Regions from separate parts of the Sus scrofa genome. Here regions 2 and 3 are each linked to region 1. The links are chromatin contacts, called in public HiChIP or PLAC-seq maps. All regions are on one chromosome and are shown on one strand. Each heading gives the region's core, a stretch centred on a gene start, on an enhancer-like site or on the middle of the called end of the contact. The rest is flanking DNA. Distances are from core to core; before and after follow the strand shown. Region 1 overlaps PCGF5 (polycomb group RING finger protein 5). Region 2 has its middle 110 kb from the start of ANKRD1. Region 3 has its middle 69 kb from the start of PCGF5.

Region 1 (3,467 bases), core at 291-2,790:
ACCTTCCAAGAACTGTAGGTCTGTTGTAGTCTGTAGTCCTGAACAGGGCTTCTGCCAGGTGGCTTTGTATCAGTGTTTTGAATCGATGTTATCCCCCAGCACACGATTAGCAGTGTCTGGAGACACCTTTAATTGTCAGGACTGGGGGTGAGGGGTCTGCGGCTGGCCCTAGGGTAAGGCCTAGGGATGCTGGTGTTGCTGGACATCTTGCATTTCAAAGGACAGCCCCATCCCCAGAGATCCAGCCCACAATGTCAGTCAAGAGCCTCTGTTTAAATAATTCAAAGGATAACAGAACAAACTTTTCTCTCAAAAAATCTTTTTCCTGATGCTTTAGAAAAAGCTATAACAGTTCGTAATTATTACCTACTCCATTTTAAAGTGCTATATTGTTAAGATAAATTATCTCAGCTTTTGTTTTGACAAATTATCTTAGCTTTTGTTTTTGACTGTTAGATACATGAAGTCACTAATCCCTTAGCTTAAGTGTATCACATATTTATTTTTTTAATCTATTTATTTGTTCGGTCCCACCTGTAGCATGTAGAAGTTCCTAGGCCAGGGATCAAACCTATGCTATAGCAGTAACCAGAGCCATAGCAGTGACAACACCGGATTCTTACCCCACTGAGCCCCCAGGGAACTCCCATCATATATATTTTTTAAACTTTTTATTTGAAATTAATTTAAAACTTACAACAAGTTGCAAAAATAAAAGTAGTTCAGGAGTTCCTGCTGTGGTGCAGTGGGATCAGCGGTGTCTCTGAAGCACCAGAATGCAGGTTCGATCCCCAGCCGAGCACAGTAGGTTAAATGATCTGACATGGGCTGTAGCTGTGGTGTAGGTCCCAGCTGCAGCTCAGACCTGATCCCTGGCTGGGAACTCCACATGCTAGGGTGTGGAGAATAGAGGGTGGAGGGGGCCAAAAAAGAAGGAAAAAAAAAAAATAGTGCAGGGAACACTTGCACTTTTCACCTTAGCCGGATTACTCTCTTGCTAACATTTTTATCTCATTGTGTCATGTGCATGCATGATTGTTTGCTCTCTACTTTTTATGAACCACTTGAGAGTAAGTTACACACATCATGGCTCCTTATCCTAAATACTGTAGTGTGTATTTCATCCAACATATAACCACAGTACTGTTACATTGGTCTAACATTGTAATCTACCCCCCATTTCGTCAGTTTATCTAATGATATCCTTTATAGAGCCTTTTTCTCCTCCTATTCCACTAAAGCTATTACAAAGGAAGTTTATTTAAAGACATAAATTCAGAGAGATAATAAGAATAAGAACTTGAGTATTCTTGGGGCCCAGAATAACTCCTGGAACTTCATGAATTCTCAGTAAATACTTATGGAAAGCATAAGAAGGGATGGTAGCAGCGTGAACATGGAGAGCAGAGTGGTGGTGGTGATGGTGGAGCTGGCCTGAGTGTACTAGGAGGCTTTCTCTCCGTGGCCCTAACTGGGCCACGTGCCACCCTGGCTGGTGGTGTGAGGTTTTGAGCTGATTTATCTCTCAGGCTGGACACATTGCTGCCAGAACATGATCGTATTTTGTCAGCAGGATGTAAGGGAGAGTTAGCCTTCTACAGTAGGTCACAATCAACAACCTTCCCTCCTCGGTACCCTTTCTCAGGATGTGCTGTGAGAGGCAAGCATGTAGCATGGGGAGAGGTGAAAGAGTATGAAGCTGCACAGCAGGCGGGGAAAACAAGCAGCCTGTGTCAAGCTGTTCAGGGCTGTGGCCAGAGCCACGTGGGGCTGCTGAGCACTGCCGATATAGCTAGGACACCTGAAGAGTGGAGTTCTTAACTTTTTTTCCTTTTTTTTTTTTTTGGAGCTTTAGGGCTGTGCCCATGGCACATGGAGGTTCCGAGGCTAGGGGCTACAGCTGCTGGCCTACACCACAGCCACGGCAAGCAGGATCTGAGCCATGTCTGCAACCTATACCACAGCTCATGACAGTGCCAGATCCTTAACCCACTGAGCGAGGCCAGGAATCAAATCCACCTCCTCATGGATCCTAGCTGGGCTTATTAACAACTAAGCCATGAAGGGAACTCCTTGGAGTTCTTTTTTTTTTTTTTTTTTTTTTGTCTTTTTGCTATCTCTTTGGGCCGCTCCCGCGGCATGTGGAGTTCCCAGGCTAGGGGTCGAATCGGAGCTGGAGCGTCCGGCCTACGCCAGAGCCACAGCAACTCAGGATCCGAGCCGCGTCTGCAACCTACACCACAGCTCATGGCAACGCCATATCGTTAACCCTCTGAGCAAGGGCAGGGACCGAAACCCGCAACCTCATGGTTCCTAGTCAGATTCGTTAACCACTGCGCCACGACGGGAACTCCATCCTTGGAGTTCTTAATTTAAATTCAATAAAATGAAATACCTGTGATAGCGTAAATACTTTCCCATTAAATAGAAGCTATTATAAAGTAAATAAAAATGGCTAACTGAATATATTATTAAATATATTTTAATACATATTAAGATATTCTCATTTTTTATTTTTTGTCTTTTAAGGCTGCACCCACAGCATATGGAGGTTCCCAGGCTAAGGGTCTAATTGGAACTGTGGCCACCGGCCTATGCCACAGCCACAGCAGCACCAGATCCGAGCTGCATCTGCAATGTACACCACAGCTCACGGCAACGCCAGATCCTTAACCCACCGAGCAAGGTCAGGGATAGAACCTGCAACCTCATGGCTCTTAGTCAAATTTGTTTCCACCACGCCACTATGGGAACTCCTTTATTTTTTAATTTAAAATTTGTTTTTTGTCTTTAGATATTTTCAAAAGAACATGTAAAATACATTTGTTAATATACGTGCTAGAAAATTTTACATTAGATATTTGACTCTCTTCATATTTCTACTGGACATCACTGATACAGATGGTAGGAGGAGGGTGGAGAACTCTATGAGGAATCATTCATTGGGCAGATATTAAAGGGATGCCCGTTATGTCCAGGCACCATTCTAGGTGCTTGAGGCCCATTTGTGGGCAAAATAAAGATTTTTGTCTTTGAAGAATTAATATTTTTGTAGAGAGAGACAAGAAGCCATCTCACACATAACTTGTATGGTACATTAGGAAGTGAAAAGTGCAAAGGGAGGACAGGAGAAGGTGCTGTCAGGGGTGGGGAAGGACATCAGGAGTGTGAAAGGAGGACAGATGGCAGTTTTAACTAAAATGATGAGGATGGGCGTCATTGAAAAGGTGAGATCTGAGCACAGACTTGCTGTCTCCATGGGAATTAGCCATGCGTAATCTGGGGAATGCGAATGCTTGTTCCAGATCTAGGGAGCAGCCAGTGCAGCAGGCCTCAGTCGAGAGTCAGGAGGGCACCTGCAAATTGTCTGAGGAGCAGCATGGGGGCCGGGGCGGCTGGGCAGTGGGCCAGGAGTTCAGAGATCGTGGGAGTCCTGAGTGTTGTAGGCCACTGTCACGGTGTTCTCT
Region 2 (3,467 bases), core at 680-3,179, 190 kb before region 1:
AATGGGGCTTTGCATTCGGAACTTGTTGGGATCACCATTCTGCCTCTCAACAGTTGTGTGACCTTAAGCGAGTTCCTTGGCCTCTCTGAGCCTCCATGTTCCTCATATAGTTATTGAGCACATGGTAAATATTTTATGAATTGTGAATCCTGAGGCCCAGAGTCTGTGTATTGTTCATTCCTGAATTCTTCACAGTGACCAGAAGAATGCCCTATCCCAACTTTATATGTGTTTGTTTTTCTACCACAGACATACATGCACCTATGGTTATCCCATTTTTACCACTAGATGGAGAGCATGTATCCTAGGATTTTCAATCCATTAGTGAGAAAGCAAATTTCTGTCTTTCATGTCTTAACCAAATGACCTTATACATTGATGGCCATATCATGGAAACTGGCTCTCAAAAAACTGCACCTAGAAGATAACTCTCAGAAATATTTGTTCTTAATGAAAAGGCAGAGGCAAGGGAGAAACACTAACTTCAGGAAAGTGGTTACCTCTGGGATGGGATAAATTGGAATTGGGTGTCAGTGGGGAGCTCTAAATGTTTGCAACTGCTGAATTCTTATTTAAAAGTAGATTTGCAGCAAATGTGTCCAAAAACACTAACTTTGGATGAGTTCTGGGTGGTAGTATGGAATAGTTAGATGTATTTCTCTGTGTTTGAAAATTTTCAAAATTGCAAGATTTTTAAAGGAGCGGGGAGAAAGCCTTGAAGAAAAAATTTATGCTCACTCTAGCTCTCTACATCTGTCTAACAAGCTTGGTAATATTATCCTCAGAGAACTGCAATTTGCAACAAGAACTGCAACAGAGTAAAAACCATAGTGTTTCTTCACTTGGTCTCTCCTGTTGCCACCCTCCTACTAAACCTTACATTTGTCCCTGAGGTTAAGTCCACTAAAGGCCATCACTTACACACAATTGGCTTATTACTTCTTGTCTCCAAGTTGGATTCTTTTCGACCAAGTTGAAAGATGAATAAAACTGGTTTCCACATTTCTGTTTTGATTACTGCTGTTATCTAATGAGCTTCTCCAAACCTTAGTGGCATAAAACAACCCCTTTATGATGCTTGTGGAACTCAGTTCCACAATATCTGGGGCCTCGGTTTGGGAGACTCAAGTGAGGGGTCACCCAACAGTTGGGAGTGACTGGCCGGTTGGTGGCAAAAGTCACCGGGAGCTATCTTTGCTCTTGTGTTTGGTGGTTGATGATGGCTGTCGGCTGAGACTTCAGGTGGGGCTGTCAGCTGAGCCATCTCCTGGTTATAAACACGTCACTAAGGTTGGCCCAGTTTTCATGGAAGGGGACAGAAAGACACTGCTCTCAACAGGGGAGGTGTCAAAGGATTTGCAGGCATATGGTGAAACATCACAATATCCTCTTGACTCTGCTATGACAATAAAGTAGAACTGATAAACTTGGACCCTACTTCCTCTTCGTCCACTCAAGTGATCCACGTGGAGGGATATTTGAGTGTATCCACTAAGTTATTTAGGAACATGTTCGGTCAAGTTCAGGCAGCTGAGGTCTAACCTAACATGGTAATGTATTTTATCAGTTCTCATCCTTTGGAACATGGACTGGTTATTTCCAATGACAGTAAACATAAAGGTCATAAATAACACATATAATAAGATTTTCACCACGATGAAATATTTGCAGTGGGGAGCTTTATTAATCATCTATTGCTATATAACAAATTACTCTAAAAACTTGGTAGCTTAAAACAACAAATATTTATTATCTCACAGCTTCTGTGGGTCAGGAATTTGTGACTAGCTTAGCTCGGTGGCTCTGACTCAGGGTCTCTCATGGTGTTGCCATCAAGATGTTGGCCAAGGCCGTGTTGTGTGAAGACCTAACTGGGGCTGAAGAATCTGCTTCCACTGGAGCTCACTCACATGGCTGTTGGCAAGAGGCCATGATTCCTTATCGGTGGTTGGCAGGTGACCTCAGTTCCTCACCATGTGGGCCTCTCCAGAGGGCTGCTTAAGTGTTCTCATGACATGACAGCTGGCGTCTTCCACAGCGAGTGACCCAAGAGAGAGAGCAAGGAGGAGACCACAGTAACTTTTATGTTCAAGCCTCTCTAAGTGTCACAAGATCACACCTGCTATATTCTTTTTATTAGAAGTGAGTTACTGGAATTCCCATCATGGCTCAGTGGTAATAAACCTGACTAGTATCCATGAGGATATGGATTCAATCCCTGGCCTTGCTCAGTGGGTTAAGGATCCAGCATTGCCATGAGCTGAGGTGCAGGTGGCAGATGTGGCTTGGATCCTGTATTGCTGTGGCTGTGGTGTAGGCTGGGGGGGCAGCTGCAGCCCTGATTCAGACCTTCCATATGCTATGGGTGCGACCCCCCAAAATAAAAAATTTATAAATAAATAAAAATAAATTTTGAAAATAAGAAATGAGTTACAAAGTCCAGTCACTAAGTCATACTCAAGAAGAAGGGAACCAAGCCCCACCTCTTGCAGGGAAGCATATCTAAGAATGTGTGATGATATGTGAAGACAGGGTGTTTGAAAAAGAGATTTCTCTATCTGAAGGGATCTGCCTCAGGACAGCTGTCCTTATTTATGCAACCAATGCAGAGAAATAAGTAGTTTCCATGTGAAAAATTAACAGTCAAGTTCCCCTTTGCCATTCAGATGGGAGGTACATCTGGATTGCTCTCATCTGCTCTGCTCCTGTCTTTATAGGATGGGAATTATGATTCTTGTCAATAAAATCTTGGAGACGCTCTAAAACATTGTGTAGTTTACCCTTACTCTTAATTGTGGTAATATTGTGGAGGTGTGGGCATTCCCATGCCTATTTCAACCACCCTACTGACACTAGGATCGACTTGGCCATGCAAGTTACCTGGACAGAGGCAAGTCCTTTCTTATACTCCATTCGATGATGCATCTTTCAAAAGTCCAAGCTTAAATGGTCAGGATGATAGATGAGGCTCTGCTTCGGGCCAAGGTGGATCATAAGATGCAGAAAAATGACCACCTTCAAAAAGCAAAACAACCGTTTTGCTTGAAGCAGTGAAGTAAAGGGCATCCGAGTGACTCTTTCTCATCCTTAGTGAGAGAAACTGGAGAAGCGCCAATGATTCATTTGTCTGAGAACAGGAAACTTAAGTGGCCCCGATTCGGATACCGGAAAAGGAAGATCTTCCCCGAGTCCTAAGGTGGGAGATGCCCATCCTAAGGATGACGTAGCCAGGTCCCTGGCAGGGAGATGGAGGTCACTCCCTTCAAGGAAAAAGGGTCAAATTGTGTCTGGTTCTGGAACGAATTCAACTTGACTACTTAGCAGTAAAGATAAATTGAACCCACAGAGAAAACTGAAAATAGTATTTTCCTGGCAAGTCCTTCAATGGACTTAGTGTGTTTAGATTTATGAGGGGGTGCATGACCTTCTCTGCCTTGGTGTTTCACGTTTTCGTTTTTCCAGGACTG
Region 3 (3,467 bases), core at 403-2,902, 150 kb before region 1:
GATGTGGAGGCCAAAGATGCTGACAGGTGGGCTTCCAGAGGACACACAGGGAAGCTCTCTTCCAGCATCACCTCTCTGTCTTCTCTGTCTCTCTCTCTCTCTTTCTCCCTCCTGCATTTCTCTTGTCCTCTCTTCCTCTCCCTCGAATACAAATACATACTGTCCCCAACCAGGGGAGGATACAAGAGGGGCTAGGAGTGACAGAATCAGAGAGTGGAGATCCTTCCCAGGGTAAAATACCGAATTTTCCTAGTGGCCAGGAAATGAGATGCTTCATAAGTTATAAAGGGCTAACAAGTTGTGGAGAGGCCCATCATAAGGGCCTGAAATTTTATGGCCCTAAAGCAGGTATAACAAATACCTGCAGAAGATAAAGCTGCTTCTTAACAGACAGATGCTCTTGTTTTGGGAAGTGGGGCAGCCAGCCCAGCTGTCTGCTCTCAAACCCATCCTTCCTTCCTTCCTTCCTTTTTTCCTACTCTCCTTCCTTCCCTCCTCCCTCCTCCCCTTTTCTTTTCCTCCATCCCCCCTTTTTTCTTCCCTCTCTCCCTTCCTCCTTTCATTTTATCATTCATTAATCCAGAAATATATGTTTGAGTTTCAACTATGTGCCAGGAACCCTGCTCAGATACTGTGGTTAAAAAGACAACCTTTGGTCTCTGCCCTAGAAGACACTGCACCATTTTTGCAGCTTGAATTTCATTCATTTATGCATTCATTCAAAACATATTTATGAGTTGCTGGGTTAGGGAAAATATAGCCCCCTGGAATTGGAGCTCACACTTATACATAGCTTCCACAATTAGCAACTCCCTTCTACCAAACATGCAGAGGAAATACACAGTTCTTGTACAGACTGATTATGGAATCATCTATGATTCTCTTCCCTCAGCCCTTTCTCAACTCCTAAACATACTCTTCTATTCCTGTGTCCACTAATTTTTCTTCCCAAAAAGGGAAATAGTTTATGCTTGAAATTTTAAACTCCCTGATTTCAGACAAGGCCTGGGAGAGTATAAATAAGCATATGAATATTTAGCAAAAATGACTGCTATGTGAAGCTCGAAGCACTGTTGTCATAATGCAGAGCCTGCTCTAATCGCAGCCACAGGGAAAGCATTTGTCGCTGTCTTATCACAGAGGAATGATTTTCCCATTGGCAATGGCAGCCTGCCAGCTGGCTGTGCAGCCAGTGCCTTCTTGGTCCTCTGGGTCACAATATCAGTTGGCATGCTTCACCACCGCCAGGCACTGACATTTCTATTTTTGCAGGAGGCACAGGGTCAGGAAACAAAACTGCAGAATCACGGACTAATTCTTATTTATATTGAATGTGAATCTCATTTTGGCTCAGAAGCCTATGAATTTCCAACTCTTATAGTTCAGTACATCAGAGATGACTTGGAGTTTTGCTGATTGATGTGGTCTGATAGTTTTGGATCTTATCATTCCCTTTAAATTCCTAAGGTGGGTAGTAGAGAGCATCGCTATACATCTACAATAATTTGCCATTTCAAAGTAAAGCAGCAGCTTGGCTGGGGCAACATTTTCACCCAAGCCCAACTCAGAATGAGTACAACAGAGTGATAGCTTTTATAGGGAAACCAAGTCCTCTGGGGGAATGGTTTGGAACAACCATTAGCTGCCTCACCCAAAGAAGGCTGCCAAGGGCTCCTTCAGACCTTTACATTAGACAGTTCACAGCCATGTAGACTCCATGATAACAGTATCTTGGAAACTGTTTAAGATTCTATTGGTGCTTCTGATTCTAGCCAAGATGGAGCAACAGGGACCAGACTTACTCTCCACATTAAACAAAAATTGGGCAAAATATGTGACATAACAGTTTTCAAGACACCAAACAGCAGGCAATAAAGGATTCATTAGAGATGGGAAACCAACAGGATGAGTGCTAGGATTGCCTCGGCTTACTGAGTTGAGTGATTTCATAAGTTGCAGTGCAGTGGTGAGGAAACACAGGTAGAGTTCAATGGACTCCTTGAGTTGAGGGATGGGACTGAGAATCTAAGAGACCAAGGCAACTAGGATATGCAGGACAGAATGCTAGGGAGGAGGAAGCAGCATGCAGAGAGCACTCTGAACATCTTAAAAGAGTCCCATCTAAGTATTTAGCTGAATACATACACGTGAAAAAACTGCCTGAGGCTAGGGAGAAAAACACCCAAAAGGATTAGAGGTAATACTGCCCAATGATCATATACAGCTAAGAATATTACCTGTTTTTCAAAGCCAGACTGGAAAACCTCATTATCTGTGGAGCATTGGGTAAAGTACCAAGAAAGGACTTAATTCTATAGTGGGGAAAAATTAGCCCTCAACTGATCACTGCTCCAGTCCTGCCAAATCTTAAAAGCAAGACTCAAAATGATCAAAATATTTCTAAATAACTTACCTGGGTCCCAGGAACAAAAGCTTAAGAATATAGGAATACAAAAATATTCAGTGCCCAACAAAGTAAATTTCACAGTCTCTGGCAGCCAATAAAAAGTTACCAAGCATGAAAAGAAGCAGGAAAATACAACTCTTAATGAGGAGAATAAAAAAATCAATTAAAATCAACCTAGACCTCACACAGATGTTAGAATTAGCAGACAAGGCCATTAAAACAGCTATTATAACTACTTTCCATATGTTCAAAAGGTTAAGTAAAGGCATAGAAAATATACAATGTAAAAGATTCCAATTTCTAGGGATGAAAACAAAGTGTGAAGTGAAAAAATACTTTGGGTGGAATAAATGGCAGACTATACATTGCAGAAGAAAAAAATAGTGAATTTGAAGACAAAAAAAAAAAAAGACAACGATTCAAAATGAAACACAGGACAAAAAGAGAATTTAAAAACTAACAGAGCATCAGTGAGCTGTGGGGAACTTCCAAGTAGCTTAATATAAGTATAACTGGAGTCCCCAAAGGAGGGATGAGACAGAAAAATATTTGAAGAAATGACCTCAAATTTCCAAATTTGATAAAAAGAATAAACTCACAAATTCAAGAAGGTCAACAAACCCTAAGCTCAAGAAATATTTTTAAAAAGTACACCAGGAGTCATGTAATCAAATTGCTCAATATCATTGATGGAGAGAATAGCAGAGGGACAAAAGGAAGAGATAATAGCAGACTTTTCATCATCAATAATATGAGTGAGAAAACAGTGAAGCAACATCTACCTGAAATAACTTTCAACCTAGAATTCTATACCAGAGAATATATCTTTCAGAAAGAAAGGTGAAATGAAACTTTTTTCAGAAATAGAAAAACTGAAAGAATTCATCACCAGCTCATCCACACTACAAGAAAAGTTGAGGAAAACTATACAAATGGAAATATGGACTTGAAGGAGAGCTTTGGTAGGTAAATAAATAAGATTTTTCCCCTTATTATTTGAATCTCTTTTAAAGAATGCTTGTTTAAACAAAAAATATACTAACTACTAACATAGCATAGG

What was found. HiChIP or PLAC-seq counts read pairs in DNA pulled down with a chosen protein or histone mark.
Region 2: a contact with region 1 is called in an H3K27ac HiChIP or PLAC-seq map of skeletal muscle. The contact joins two enhancer-like sites. A contact is called at or near these places in 7 of 47 Hi-C or Micro-C datasets (embryonic fibroblasts, fetal heart ventricle, heart right ventricle and 3 more) and 1 of 2 datasets of contacts at active chromatin or transcription factors (skeletal muscle).
Region 3: a contact with region 1 is called in an H3K27ac HiChIP or PLAC-seq map of skeletal muscle. The contact joins two enhancer-like sites. A contact is called at or near these places in 2 of 47 Hi-C or Micro-C datasets (fetal heart ventricle and heart right ventricle) and 1 of 2 datasets of contacts at active chromatin or transcription factors (skeletal muscle).

What each region holds. Positions count from the first base shown.
Region 1 is chr14:102,911,126-102,914,592 of Sscrofa11.1, forward strand. All of the region lies in intron 3 of PCGF5 (polycomb group RING finger protein 5), which reads left to right. Among named protein-coding and RNA genes, the nearest start is that of PCGF5, 86 kb to the left of the region's middle. Within about 2 kb of position 1,541, at least 3 of the 83 cell types and tissues checked have an H3K27ac peak or open chromatin away from gene starts, as enhancers often do. A contact at or near this core is called in skeletal muscle, where this site is marked.
Region 2 is chr14:102,717,777-102,721,243 of Sscrofa11.1, forward strand. No RefSeq gene overlaps it. Among named protein-coding and RNA genes, the nearest start is that of ANKRD1, 110 kb to the left of the region's middle. Within about 2 kb of position 1,930, at least 4 of the 83 cell types and tissues checked have an H3K27ac peak or open chromatin away from gene starts, as enhancers often do.
Region 3 is chr14:102,756,884-102,760,350 of Sscrofa11.1, forward strand. No RefSeq gene overlaps it. Among named protein-coding and RNA genes, the nearest start is that of PCGF5, 69 kb to the right of the region's middle. Within about 2 kb of position 1,653, at least 9 of the 83 cell types and tissues checked have an H3K27ac peak or open chromatin away from gene starts, as enhancers often do. A contact at or near this core is called in skeletal muscle, where this site is marked.